Regions from separate parts of the Sus scrofa genome. Here regions 1 and 3 are each linked to region 2. Evidence: chromatin contacts called from public promoter capture Hi-C data. All regions are on one chromosome and are shown on one strand. The core of a region is the stretch at or near the end of the contact, and the rest is flanking DNA. Distances in the headings are between cores, read along the strand shown. Region 1 holds the start of OGFOD3 (2-oxoglutarate and iron-dependent oxygenase domain-containing protein 3). Region 2 holds the start of TBCD (tubulin folding cofactor D). Region 3 holds the start of FOXK2 (forkhead box protein K2).

Region 1 (4,022 bases), core at 1,023-3,522, 230 kb before region 2:
CGGGTTCGTTACTGCTGAGCCACAGTGGGAACTCCCAGAGGCGTGACCACGCTGCCCTCTCCCCCGTCACCTCCGCATCGAGTACCTTCAAACCTGCGCTGACTGTCATAGTCCTCGGAGCAGGGCACCTCGATGAACCTGCCCGGCAGGACCTCGCTGCGGCCAGCAAGCACCTCGGCGATGCCATCCTCATCAGCCCCCAGGCGGCCCCACAGCAGGAGCCCCGCCAGCGTGGTGCAGGCCCCCAGGACGGCGACTCGCAGCCACTTCCTCCGCACATCCCGCGGTGCCCGGACACCCTTGGTGCTGAGAACAGAAGACAGCTGTGGTCACCCAGACACACCTGCCGGGGCTGAAAGGGGAGACCACGACCACCAGAGGCCATGCCACACTCACTCACAGCCTTAAAGTGTCCCCATGCTGGCCACGGTCAGAGCCACTCACAGTCCGTCCAGGGGCACTTCCCAGCACCCCCATGACGAGGCAGGGTTCACTGTGACCTCCGAGGGCAACAAGGTGAAATGCCCGTCAGTGTCCCTCCCTCCCAGCCCGGCCCACAGAGAACCTGTGTGAGGGTCCTTGCACAGTCTGTGGCACCAATCAGGTTGCCTGCATCTAAAAACGGCCCCATACAGCCCCATGCGTGGGGTCCCGGAGCGGCGTGCGCGCACCATGCGAACTAAGTCAAATGTGAGTCAAACCAGTTTCACCGAAACCACTGGCGGCCAGAAAGAGAACACAAGTATGACAGAATGACTCGCCACCAAGACACTTTCTGTGCCCTCAGGTTAACTGCGGGAGTCACCCCGCCCCGTGGAAGTTGCGGGCGTGTCTGTGTGTGTGTGTGGTGCACACCGTGCGTGTCTGTGCTCACTTCGTGTCACGGAGCACTCGTGTGCTCTGTTACCCAAGAAACATGTGTAGGGCTTAGACGGGCAGAAATGAGAAGCCGACCCGGGAATCCTTTTATGGAGGTGCACCTTGTTCCTTCAAGTGCAAGGTCGATTCCTGAAAAGCAGGAAGGCTGCCTTCTATTTTTATACGCCCCTCCCACCTCTAACTGCTCTATAAGTAACACATGAAATCCAATTAAATGAGTCCCACGGGGCGCACAGCTCAGTCAGACCATGCTGGACAGATACCGGTCCTCTTAAACGGGGAGCATGGATGCCCAGCTCCCGAAGACCCCTTCCCCCATCCCCACACCACGGAACGGCCGTCCAGCCTCCAGCCCACCTGGCCTCCTCTTATTAGAACAAGGTGGACACCTAACTCCAGCGGGCCCATCACTTCTCTTTCCCAAGAACTCCGAAGGAGGCAGAGGGACGGCACCCCCCATCTCAGTGGCAAGGGCTGGAACCCCAAGGAGAGGTACAAAGCTGTGGGTGTTACAGTTCTCCTGGAGAGGGAGGTGCGGAGACAAGAGAGGGGGAAGAGCCTCCTGGGCCAGATTCGGATGCAACACCCCCCTGAGGGGGTGGGGCCTCTCCTCAAAACAAGAACCCAGCCCTGTTCAGGGTTAGCGGGCTCAAGCTGTACCCTGAGAATTCTGCCAAAACAGAAGGGAATTGGGAGTAAGGTCCACGGCCCCTGGGGCAAGCACGACTACGCGGTGATTTATCCTGGAAGGATGAAGATACGCCCTGGCTCTGAAAGCTTTCGGCAGAATCCTCTCCAAGGCTATGGTGAGATCATTTATTCATTCAGCGGGCCACCCATCGGTGAACCCTCGTGTGCACAGCCCTAAGGAAAGCCCAGCGACCAGACGAGGGGGGCCTCACGACCGCTGTCCCCGTCCAGGAGGCGCGGCGTGGAGCCCGCGATACACATGCGGAAAGCGGTCAGGGACGGTCCCCCCACGGGCAGCCCCCGCCCTCCGGCCAGGCCTCGCCCCTCTCGGCTCCCGGTCCGCTCAAGGACATGCCACGCCCCGGCGGCAAGGCCACACCCACGCCGCCGCGACGTCCCAGGGAAGGCCCCGCCCACAACCCGCCGGGAAGGCCCCGCCCCTCCGCCCTGGCCACGCCCACGGGCCGCCCGCGCGCTCCCCCCCGCTGCCCGGTACCTGTTCGGGCGCCCGCGCTCCGCCGCCCCGCAGCCCTCGGGCCCCTTGGGCGCGCCCCTCCGCTGAGGTGCCATTGGCCGGGCCGCCGCAGCGCTGTGCGGAACGCGGGATCCCCCACGAGCCCGGACGAGCGCCGCGAGAGGCAGTGCGAGGCCGGCGCGGCCGCGGACCCGGAGCGACGCGCTCGGCTGTCGACCTCCGGCCTGTTGGTCAGGCCGGAGCAATCGGAGGCCGAGCGCCGAGCGGTGCGGGGCGGGGACCTGAACGCCGACCTGGCGCGCACTCTGCAGTGCACACCTGCCCGCTCCACGGAACCGGACGAGCTTCTGAGCCTTCTCTGAAGTGTGTCCTCGCCCTGCCGTGCGCACTCTCCCGGGGTCTCCGGTCCAGGTCCAGCTCCCCAGGGGTCTCCAGGCCTCTCCCGGAGGGTTTCCAGGCCCCTCTCCCTGGGCCCGTGCCGCATCTGAGGACCCTGTACCCATTTGGTGCTTTGTACACCTGCATCTCTAAGGACTTGCTGCTTTGGGTTTGTGTTTGTTTTTTAATTTTATGGCTGCACCCAATTTTATGGCATATGGGGATTCCCAGGTCAGGGACTGAATCCGAGCTGCAGCTGCGACCTACCTGCAGCAAGCAGGACCCTTTTAACCCACTGCACAGGGCATGGAATCAAACCCGAAGCCTTGGAGCCACTTCAGTGGGATTCTTAACCCACTTCACCGCAGCAGGAATTCACCTGCTGCTTTGTTTACAGCTTTCAATTTCCCTAGAGAACCTTCCATCCAGTGGGCAAGACGTAAGCTCTTAAGGAGCCCTGTCAGGATACCTAAAATTCTGAAAGAGTGGAATTAGCAGGGAGGTTCATTCATGAAGGTTAAGTCTGAAGAAGGTGAGTAGTTTACTGGTACAGGGGGAAAAGAAAACCTTCTTAGACTCATTGGACAAGAAAAGAGATCAGCCCAGCAGTCCTGAAACTGGGGCAATCAGACGCCATCTCATGGCAACTTACCTAGAAGGGACAGTTGTGGGCCTAGCGGGTCGTCTAAGAACAGGGGTGACAGTTGACAAGTCTTTGAAATAGTTTCATTTCTGTAGAACTCATGGAGGAGGGACTCAAAGCAATGGAGCCACACACACAGAAGATGGAGTACTGACTTCTCCCTCTTCCTCTAGGTTTGCAGCACCTCACGCTGGTAAACAATTCCAAGTGCATCTGCTGCAGGTAAGACGTCTGCGTTCATTGCTACCCCGGGGCTGCAGGAATGACAGGATTTCTCTCTGAACCCGAGGAGGCTCACAGGGCAGGCATGCAGACTTCTCAGCTCGGGAGTTCCCATTGCGGCTCAGCGAAAACGACTGACTAGTATCCATGAGGACGCAGGTTCAATCACTGGCCTCGCTCAGTGGGTTAAGGATCCGTCGTTGCCATGGCTGTGGCGTAGGCCAGCAGCTACAGCTCTGAATCAGCCTCCTAGCCTGGGAACCTCCATATGCCCCGGGCGTGACCGTAAAAAGACAAAAAAAAAAAACCAAAAAAAACTTCTTAGCTCGCATGTTTTCCTTTTAATTTGATTCCCTGGAAAATAGATTTGGTTTTTTAAAAAGTAAAACAGTTCATCCTCAAAACGTTGCAGCTTTTTAAAGTGCTTTGTCTTAAATTCATTCAGTCCTCAGCTCATAATTTAGTTGACTTAAGAATTTTCTCATTGAGATTATCTTGAATGCAAATTTTTTTTTTTTTAATTAAACTGGAGTTCCTGCCCTGACGCAGCAGGTTAGAAATTTCTACTGCAGCGGCTTGGGTAGCTGCGGAGAGGCAGGTTCAACCCCTGGCATGCTCAGTGGGTTAAAGGATCTGGCGTTGCTGCAGCTGTGGCTCGGATTCAATCCGTGACCCAGGAACTTCCATATGATGTGGGTGCAGCCATAAAATTAAAAAAAAAAATCCAACGGATTC
Region 2 (3,714 bases), core at 64-2,563:
TCACCGCCTACCACCGGAAGGTCCCCAAGGCTCCCGGGTTTGACAGGCGGCTGCTGCTCTACCAGCTCTTTAACTACCTAAACCACTGGAACCACTTCGGGCGGCAGTACAGGAGCCCGTCCCTGGGCACCATGCGGAAGCTTCTCAAGTAGCAGCCGGCTCCGTCCCGTCCCCGCTCAGGCGCCTCGCAAAGCTGGGGCCGCAGCGCCGGAGGGACTTCAGGACAATAAAGCCCTTGGGGTCTCGGGGATGGAACCGCGTGCTCGGCTTCACCTGTGTCCTCCTTGCAGCTGGGCTAACTTAGGGGGGCCCAGACCACCTGAAAGGTCTCGGACAGGCTCATGGCCTATCCATCTTGCGGAACGTGGAGTTGGGTCCTTTCATGACAGTTGTATAGAAATGCACACAGGTTTGGGGTTCGCTTAGGCGGAAGTTGGTGTCGCGTCTCTCTGTGGATTCCTGTTTCTGGCTTAGGGAGAACTGGGGACCACAGGATTGGCCCAGCGCAGCATCCCGGGGTCTGAGCGGGGCTCCTAGGCCACCCTTACTGAGGTGGATGGTTGGAAAGAAGCTCCCCCCCCCGCCCCCGCGCGCGCCCCATTCGCAGCTGGTGTTCTGCTGGACGGAGGGGGGTGGAGGGGGCGGGAGCCTTGGTGGGGGGTGTGCCTTGACGGGTGCCTGGGGCGGTGGGGTGTCTGGGGTGTCCGGGGTGGTCGGGGTGTCCGGCTGTCACCGTGGAGGGGCGAGACTGCGGGGCACCGGGCACACCCAGAGTGCATCTCTGAAGCCTGCAGCCGCACCGTTCTCACTTCTCCCGGATCACCAATTAGCTCCTGGCATCACCAGCGCCCGACGGCCTCTTCTCTGGAAAGTGCACTGCCTAGCGGCGTGCACCTGCGCCTGAAGACGGCTTTGCTGGAAGGCCGCCACACACAGACACAGAGACACACACAGACACACACACACACAGACACACACACACGCGACCGCGGCCACGCAGGGACGCAGTGCGCGTGCGCGGGGAAGGGGGCGCGGCCCGTCTGAGGTCCGGTCCTCTGGGCCCCGCCCCCACACCGGCCTGGCCGCCCCCCGCACTATTTTGGCGGCCGGCGCGCTCCGTAGCGGGGCCTGCGCGCAAGGTCGGAGGTCGCGGGGCGGGGCCTGCGTCGTTGCCGCCTCCTCCGCCTCAGCTGGGAGCGCGCCTCGCCGCCCGCGCCTCACGCCTGGTGCTCCGCGCCTCACGCCCCTGCCCCGCGCCCAGCGCCCCCGCGGAGCCAGCTGCGAGGTCGCGGGTGCCTTTCGGCCGCGGAGGATGGCCTTGAGCGAGGAGCTGGCCCCGGGCGCCCCGGCGGACGTGGCGGAGGACCGGGCGGAGGATGCGGCGGAGGATGCGGCGCTGGCCCGCGGCGCCGCCCTCGAGTCGTTCGGAGAGAGCGCGGAGACGCGGGAGCTGCTCGGCCGCCTGCCCGCGGTGCTCGGCGACCGCGCGGCTCGGGAGGGCGCCCTGGAGCGGTTCCGGGGTGCGTGCGGGTCGGGGGAGGGAGGGGGCGCGCAGGTGCCCCGAGCGCCCGCGCCGGACCCGCTCCTTTCTGCGCCCGGAGACGGCGCGCGCGGACCCGGGGCGCCGGTCCTCCGGGCCCACGTCCCGCAGTGGGGCAGCGAGGGGTGGGCCGCCCCGCCCTGTGCCCCGGCGCTGGGGCGGTCGCGCAGCGCAGTTCCTCCGAGTCGGCGGTGCGGGCTGCGCGGGAGCCGGAGGGGAGAGGCGAGGCCGAGCGGGTGTGGGGCCGCCGCCCGAGCCGTTAGCCGCAGACCCGCCGCCCGGCCGAGCAGCGCCGTCGGGATGGCGGATCGACCCGCGCCTCAGAGGTTGAGGGTCGGTCTGGATTCTCCAGGTGTAGACAGAGCCTTGGAGCCGACCCACAACGTCCGAACGATTTCTTAGGATTCCCTGCTGAGGTGGCTAAGCAGGGTTTTGTGATTCAGTAAAACCGTCTTCGAGGGCCTCTTTCACTAAAGCAATTTCTTCGCCTTCTGCTTTCCGGGCTTTGTGATGACAGTTCTCACCTGGGAGAGGGACAGCCCCTTGCCACCTGGGCTGGTGGCTTGATTGCTCTGAGTCTGTGTCTCCGGCTGTCCCCGGGGTTGGCACCGGCGGTACCTCGTGCGGGCCCACGGGCTGTCCCAGCCTGGGGAGCGGTCAGAGGAGGACTGACCGTGGTCCAGACTGCTGCCGTAGGCGAAGGCACTGCTCCCATCGGATAGGAGTGAGCCCAGGCTCGGTGGAGTCAAGGAGGCCCGTGGTGCGAGGGCACCGAGGGCAGTTGCTTGGTGTGTGGGGCACTGGGAGAGTGAAGGCAGGGCAGCGTGTGTGTTTCACGGAGGGGAGAACTGGCTTGGCTGTCAGCAGGGGCAAAGGGAGGAAGGAGTGCTGGGCAGGTGGAGAGCGAGGCCAGGACATAGTGGCCCTGGGGGGGCTCCCTCGGGTGGCCTGGACTCTTGGGAGCTGCCCTGGGAGTCAGCATGTGTTTCCAGAGCACCTGTGTCTGTCTGCCTCAGTGATGTTAATCTTACCTTGTTTTTCTCTTTAGTCATAATGGACAAATATCAGGAGCAGCCTCACCTGTTGGACCCACACCTAGGTAAGAATAGAGGCTGATGGTTTCGATTTTATCAGTTACAGATGATCACAAAGGCCTTGGGGTATGCAGTGTGCGTGTGCACCTGTGTGTGTGCGCGTGCGTGCGTGCTCACCAGCAGCGGTAAACGGATGAAGTGCCCGGGTCTGACTTGGTGATGGTGGTGGGCATTCCGCATGTTCTCTTGGCTGCGGGCAGGTGTATTTGAGTTACTTGCTTCCTTGCTGCTGTTTCTTTTGCTCATCACGTGTGTTTTGGTCTGTTCATCTCTGGCACATGTTGTCACCTAGGAGCAAGTGGGTAAGTGCCTTGCTGTGTAATCGTCTTGAATCTCACTGTGTGCTTCTGTGGCGTCTGCATTTCACAAGTGGAGACCCTGAGGCTTGGGTTTCCTTGACTTTAGCATAGAGGGAATGGTCTTTCTGGTTTGTTTCTTTTGGGTCTTACTATTTTCTTTATTTTTTGCCCCATAACGCTTTTTCCCCTTTCTCTTGACCTGCAGTAGGAACACGTGCTCCTGGCGGTGAACTTGGGAAGGAGGAAGGTCGAGACAGGACCTTCAGTTGAACCCGGGACCTTCATGGGGGTGGCAGTGGGTCAGGAACCCCAGGGCTGGACCTCCCCGGTTTACGTCCCCTCCACTGCCGTGTAGCTGCTCTGTCCTGAGTTTTCTCCCTGGGGTGCCATGTCGTCAGCACTGCTGCCCCCAGGGCTGTTGAGACCTTAGACGCGTCACCCCGTGAGGCACCAGGCGTCAGTGTGTGCACACAGGTGCCTGCTGGTTTTTCTTTTTCAAGTAACAAGCGGGCTTGTGGAGATGAGCTTTCAGAGATGTCCACTGTCCCGGCACAGTCCGCCCATCTGAGGCATGGTCAGCAGGCCGGCCGGGAGGAGACGGGAGGTCCTCTGTCCTCCCTCGCCCAGCGATGCTGCGTCCACCTTTGAGTTATGGCTTCAGGAGCCTCTTGTGCCCCTGGAGGTTCCTAGAACCTGGTATTTTAGGAGGGTATGACTTGCTCTAGGCCTTTCTTTCTTTTCTTTTCTTTTTTTCCGCATTTTAGGGCCCCACCCACGGCCT
Region 3 (3,697 bases), core at 887-3,386, 170 kb before region 2:
ACCCACGGCACAGGGAGGTTCCCAGGCCAAGGACTGAATTGGAGCTGTAGCCACTGGCCTGCACCACAGCCACAGCAACGCCAGATCCAGGTTGCACGTGAGACCCACACTAAAGCTCACAGCAACGCTGGATCCTTAACCCACTAAGGGATGCCAGGGATCAAACCTGCGTCCTCATGGTTGCTAGTCAGATTCGTTTCCACTGAGCCACAATGGGAACTCCCTGATGCTCTTTCTTTTTAGGATGTATTTTTTTCTTCTTATGGATGCATATGCTGCATATGGAAGTTCCCAGGCTAGGGGTTGAATTGTAGCTGCAGCTGCCAGCCTATGCCACAGCCACAGAAATGCAGGATCTGAGCCTCATCTGAGATACACACCACAGCTTGTGGCAATGCTGGAACCTCAACCCACTGAGCAAGGCCAGGGATCAAACCCACATCCGCATGAATACCAGTCGAGTTCATAACCCCCTGAGCCACAGTGGGAATCTTGTGTCCTTTTTTTAGATTCCACATATAAGTGAATCATATGTTTGTCTTTCACAGTCTGACTACAATTAGTGTGACAGTTTCTAATTCCATCTAGATGCTTTCTTTTGAGACCTTTTTTTTCTTTTCTTTTCTTTTCAGGGTCGAACCCATGGCATATGGAGGTTCCCAGGCTAGGGGTCCAATTGGAGCTGCAGCTGCCGGCCTACACCGCAGCCACAGCAATGCCAGATCCAAGGCTCATCGGTGGCCGATATCACAGCTCATGGCAATGCCGGATCCTTAACCCACTGGGAGACCTCAGGGATCCAACCTGCATCCTCATGGATGCTAGTCAGATTCATTTCTGCTGAGCCACGATGGGAACTCCTGTTTGGTTGTTGAATGAAAGGTTTCCCCACTCACCACTTCCGTACTTGTCTCAACAACACCTCAAATTTCTCCCATGTATATATATATATTTTTTTTTTGGGGGGGGGTGTCTCTTTAGGGCCACAGGTGGAAGCAACCTGGGCTCCCAGCCACATTCGCCCTACTACCACAGCTCATAGTAATGCCGGGTTCTTAAACCCACCGAGCGAAGCCAGGGATGGAACCTGGGTACCAGTCGGTTCATTACTGATGAGCCACAAAAAAAACTCCTATAAATGAGTATTTAACGAAACTACCTGTGTTCTGCCCAGGACATTCTGCCACACTTAGGGTTTAAAGCCGAGTGAACCCTTAGGCGTTTGTAGTATAACTGCAAACATACATGCAAATGAGACAGGTAGGTGTTGCACTCGGAAGGCCAGTTAATTCGCATTTCTTTAGAATGGCCTTTTAAGGAGAACCCTCACAGACGGGCTGTCAGAGGAGCCAGATCAGCCTGCCGCCCTGAGGCCCCACGCTCCTCCCCACGGACACTTCCCGAGCCCCCGTGGACCCTCCCCACGGACCCTCCGTGCAGACTTTCTCCATTCTCCTCCGGGGGACCCTCCCCACTTCCCTCCCCGCGCCCCCGTGGACCTACCTGGCGGACCTTCCCCGCAGACTTTCCCCACTCTCCTCCCTACTCCCCTCCCGACTCCCGCCGCGCCCCTCCCGGCCGCCCCGCCGACACGCATCATGGGGTCCCTCAGACACTGCAACTGTAGAAGTGCCTGGATTTCGCTCGGCTGGCAGCACGCGGCTCCCGCCACGCTCGAGGATGCACGCGTGACAGCAGCGGCAAAGCTCGGCTCGGGGTGCGAACATGCTGGGGCGCTGGGGGAGCCCTGCCGCCACCACCTGCGCCGACCTTGACCCGCCCCCGGCCCGGCCCGGCCCGAATCCCGCCCCGCCCCCCTCCCCGAGCCGCGCGTCCGCACGGCGGCTCCGCGGCCGCCCCGCTCCGCCCCGGGTTTTCGAGGCCGCCCGGAGCCGCGCCTGCGTCGGGCGCCGCGGCCGACGTGCGGCCGCACGGCCGGCGTGCCTCGCCATTGGCCGCCGCCGGTAGCCCCACTGCCGTGCGCCGCCCCCATAGGCTGGCCCGCCCGTCAGTCACGGGCCCGGGGCCGGCCCGCGGCGCGCCGCGCGTGTCCCGCCCCTCGCCGCCGCTCGTCGCTCGCCGGCCGGCGGCCTCGCTCGGCCCTCAGCTCCGTGGCGGCGGCGGAAGGCGGCCCGGGCCCTCGCAGGCCCATGGCGGCGGCCGCGGCGCTCCCGGGCGCGGGCGGGCCTCCCGCGGGCGGCGGGGCCGGGGGCGGCGGGGGCGCGGGCGGCGGGTCCCCGCCGGGCGGCTGGGCCGTGGCGCGCCTCGAGGGCCGCGAGTTCGAGTACCTGATGAAGAAGCGCTCGGTGACCATCGGGCGCAACTCGTCGCAGGGCTCGGTGGACGTGAGCATGGGCCACTCGAGCTTCATCTCTCGGCGCCACCTCGAGATCTTCACGCCCCCGGGCGGCGGCGGCCATGGCGGGGCGGCCCCGGAGCCGTCGGCGCAGCCCGGGCCCGACGCGGGCGGCGACTTCTACCTGCGCTGCCTCGGCAAGAACGGCGTGTTCGTGGACGGCGTGTTCCAGAGGCGCGGGGCGCCGCCGCTGCAGCTGCCGCGCGTGTGAGTGGGCCGGGCCGGGGCGCGGGCGGGCGGGCTCGCTCGGAACCCAGCCCGACCCCGGGCCCAGGCCTTGTGCGTCCTGCCCACAGCCGGCACCGGATGCGGCGTCTGGCCGCGTTGGTCGCCCGCCCGACCCCGGCCCCAGGGCCCCGGCCCCCTCCCTGCGTGGGACCCCGCCCCCGCCCCCGCGCGGGAGGCTCGGGCAGTGTCCACGTGGGCCGAGGTGTCTGGGGTTCAGTGCGTTCCGGGAGTTTGTGTGCAGTTTTCTTAACTAGCGTGTAGGTCGTGCGGAACAGGGGCGTTAGACTGGTTGGTGGGGGGGCCCCGAACTGCAATCTGTACCTTCCTGAGCGGTGACCGGTGGCCGGCTGGCTGGTACTTCCTTTTTGTTGTGCGTGTTTTCAGTAGTGTATTGTTACAAGAGTTTTGGGGTTTTTTTTAAGCTGCAAGGACTTCTTTTTTTCATCGTATTTTTCGTAGCTTAAAAATTGAAAACTCTTGAAACGGGGTGAATTTTTAAATCTGTGCTCTGAACTTGAAAATTTTGGGGAAATGGGGTACTTTGAACATAACTTTTTGAAAAAGTCACTTGATTATTAGAAACTATTCTAAGGTCTTGTGGAGTATAATTAAGCGAGCTTCATGAGGAACTGTCAGTTTGGCTGCAAAGCGATTCAGCTTGGTTCTGTGGTTTTGTGAAGTTATCATTTAGGTTGCTTGAGAAACAAACTTACTTTCTAGGAAATGCTAGTTACTCCTCAAGGGACTTCCTAGATTTTTCCCAGTAGAACCTTCTCCACAAACTGGAATTTTTAATTGCTTTCAGTTGTTGGAGATGCTGATAAGAGCTGTTGCTTTTCTCTGTTCCTTGGCTGTTGAACATGTGTGCTGTGTTACTGCTTAGCCTGCAAAGCTGCACCAGCTAGTTCCTGAAACCATGATGGGAGCAAGTTAAAGAATGTGATTTTTCAAACCAGAAAGCTGTTCGTGTGTGTTTACACTGTAAGAGATGTAAAGTCAATGGTAGGGGCCCGACAGCTGTCTTTTGACGGTTTGTTGTTTACAAATAACTTGACGTCACGGAAAGAGTGTTGTATTTTTACTCTGAGAGTTTTGAGGTTTTTAAAGAAAATC

What was found. Promoter capture Hi-C pulls out the DNA fragments that hold promoters and counts their contacts.
Region 1: a promoter capture Hi-C map of liver shows a contact between it and region 2, with 2.3 times the contacts expected there. The contact joins the promoter of OGFOD3 here to the promoter of TBCD in region 2. A contact is called at or near these places in 1 of 5 promoter capture datasets (liver) and 1 of 47 Hi-C or Micro-C datasets (fetal liver).
Region 3: a contact with region 2 is called in a promoter capture Hi-C map of fetal liver, with 3 times the contacts expected there. The contact joins the promoter of FOXK2 here to the promoter of TBCD in region 2. A contact is called at or near these places in 2 of 5 promoter capture datasets (fetal liver and liver) and 1 of 2 datasets of contacts at active chromatin or transcription factors (alveolar macrophages).

The regions. Positions count from the first base shown.
Region 1 is chr12:675,396-679,417 of Sscrofa11.1, reverse strand. OGFOD3 (2-oxoglutarate and iron-dependent oxygenase domain-containing protein 3) reads right to left here and starts at 2,272. Exons shown (of 9, transcript XM_003357915.5): 1 at 2,066-2,272; 2 at 86-306. The coding sequence starts at 2,139. It overlaps HEXDC (hexosaminidase D), which reads left to right and starts at 1,465. Exons shown (of 13, transcript XM_021066340.1): 1 at 1,465-1,685; 2 at 3,239-3,287. The coding sequence starts at 1,631.
Region 2 is chr12:446,974-450,687 of Sscrofa11.1, reverse strand. TBCD (tubulin folding cofactor D) reads left to right here and starts at 1,313. Exons shown (of 40, transcript NM_001244105.1): 1 at 1,313-1,520; 2 at 2,589-2,639. The coding sequence starts at 1,313. It overlaps FN3K (fructosamine-3-kinase), which reads left to right. Exons shown (of 6, transcript XM_003131131.5): 6 at 1-261. The coding sequence ends at 152.
Region 3 is chr12:614,085-617,781 of Sscrofa11.1, reverse strand. It overlaps FOXK2 (forkhead box protein K2), which reads left to right and starts at 2,136. Exons shown (of 10, transcript XR_001304367.2): 1 at 2,136-2,563.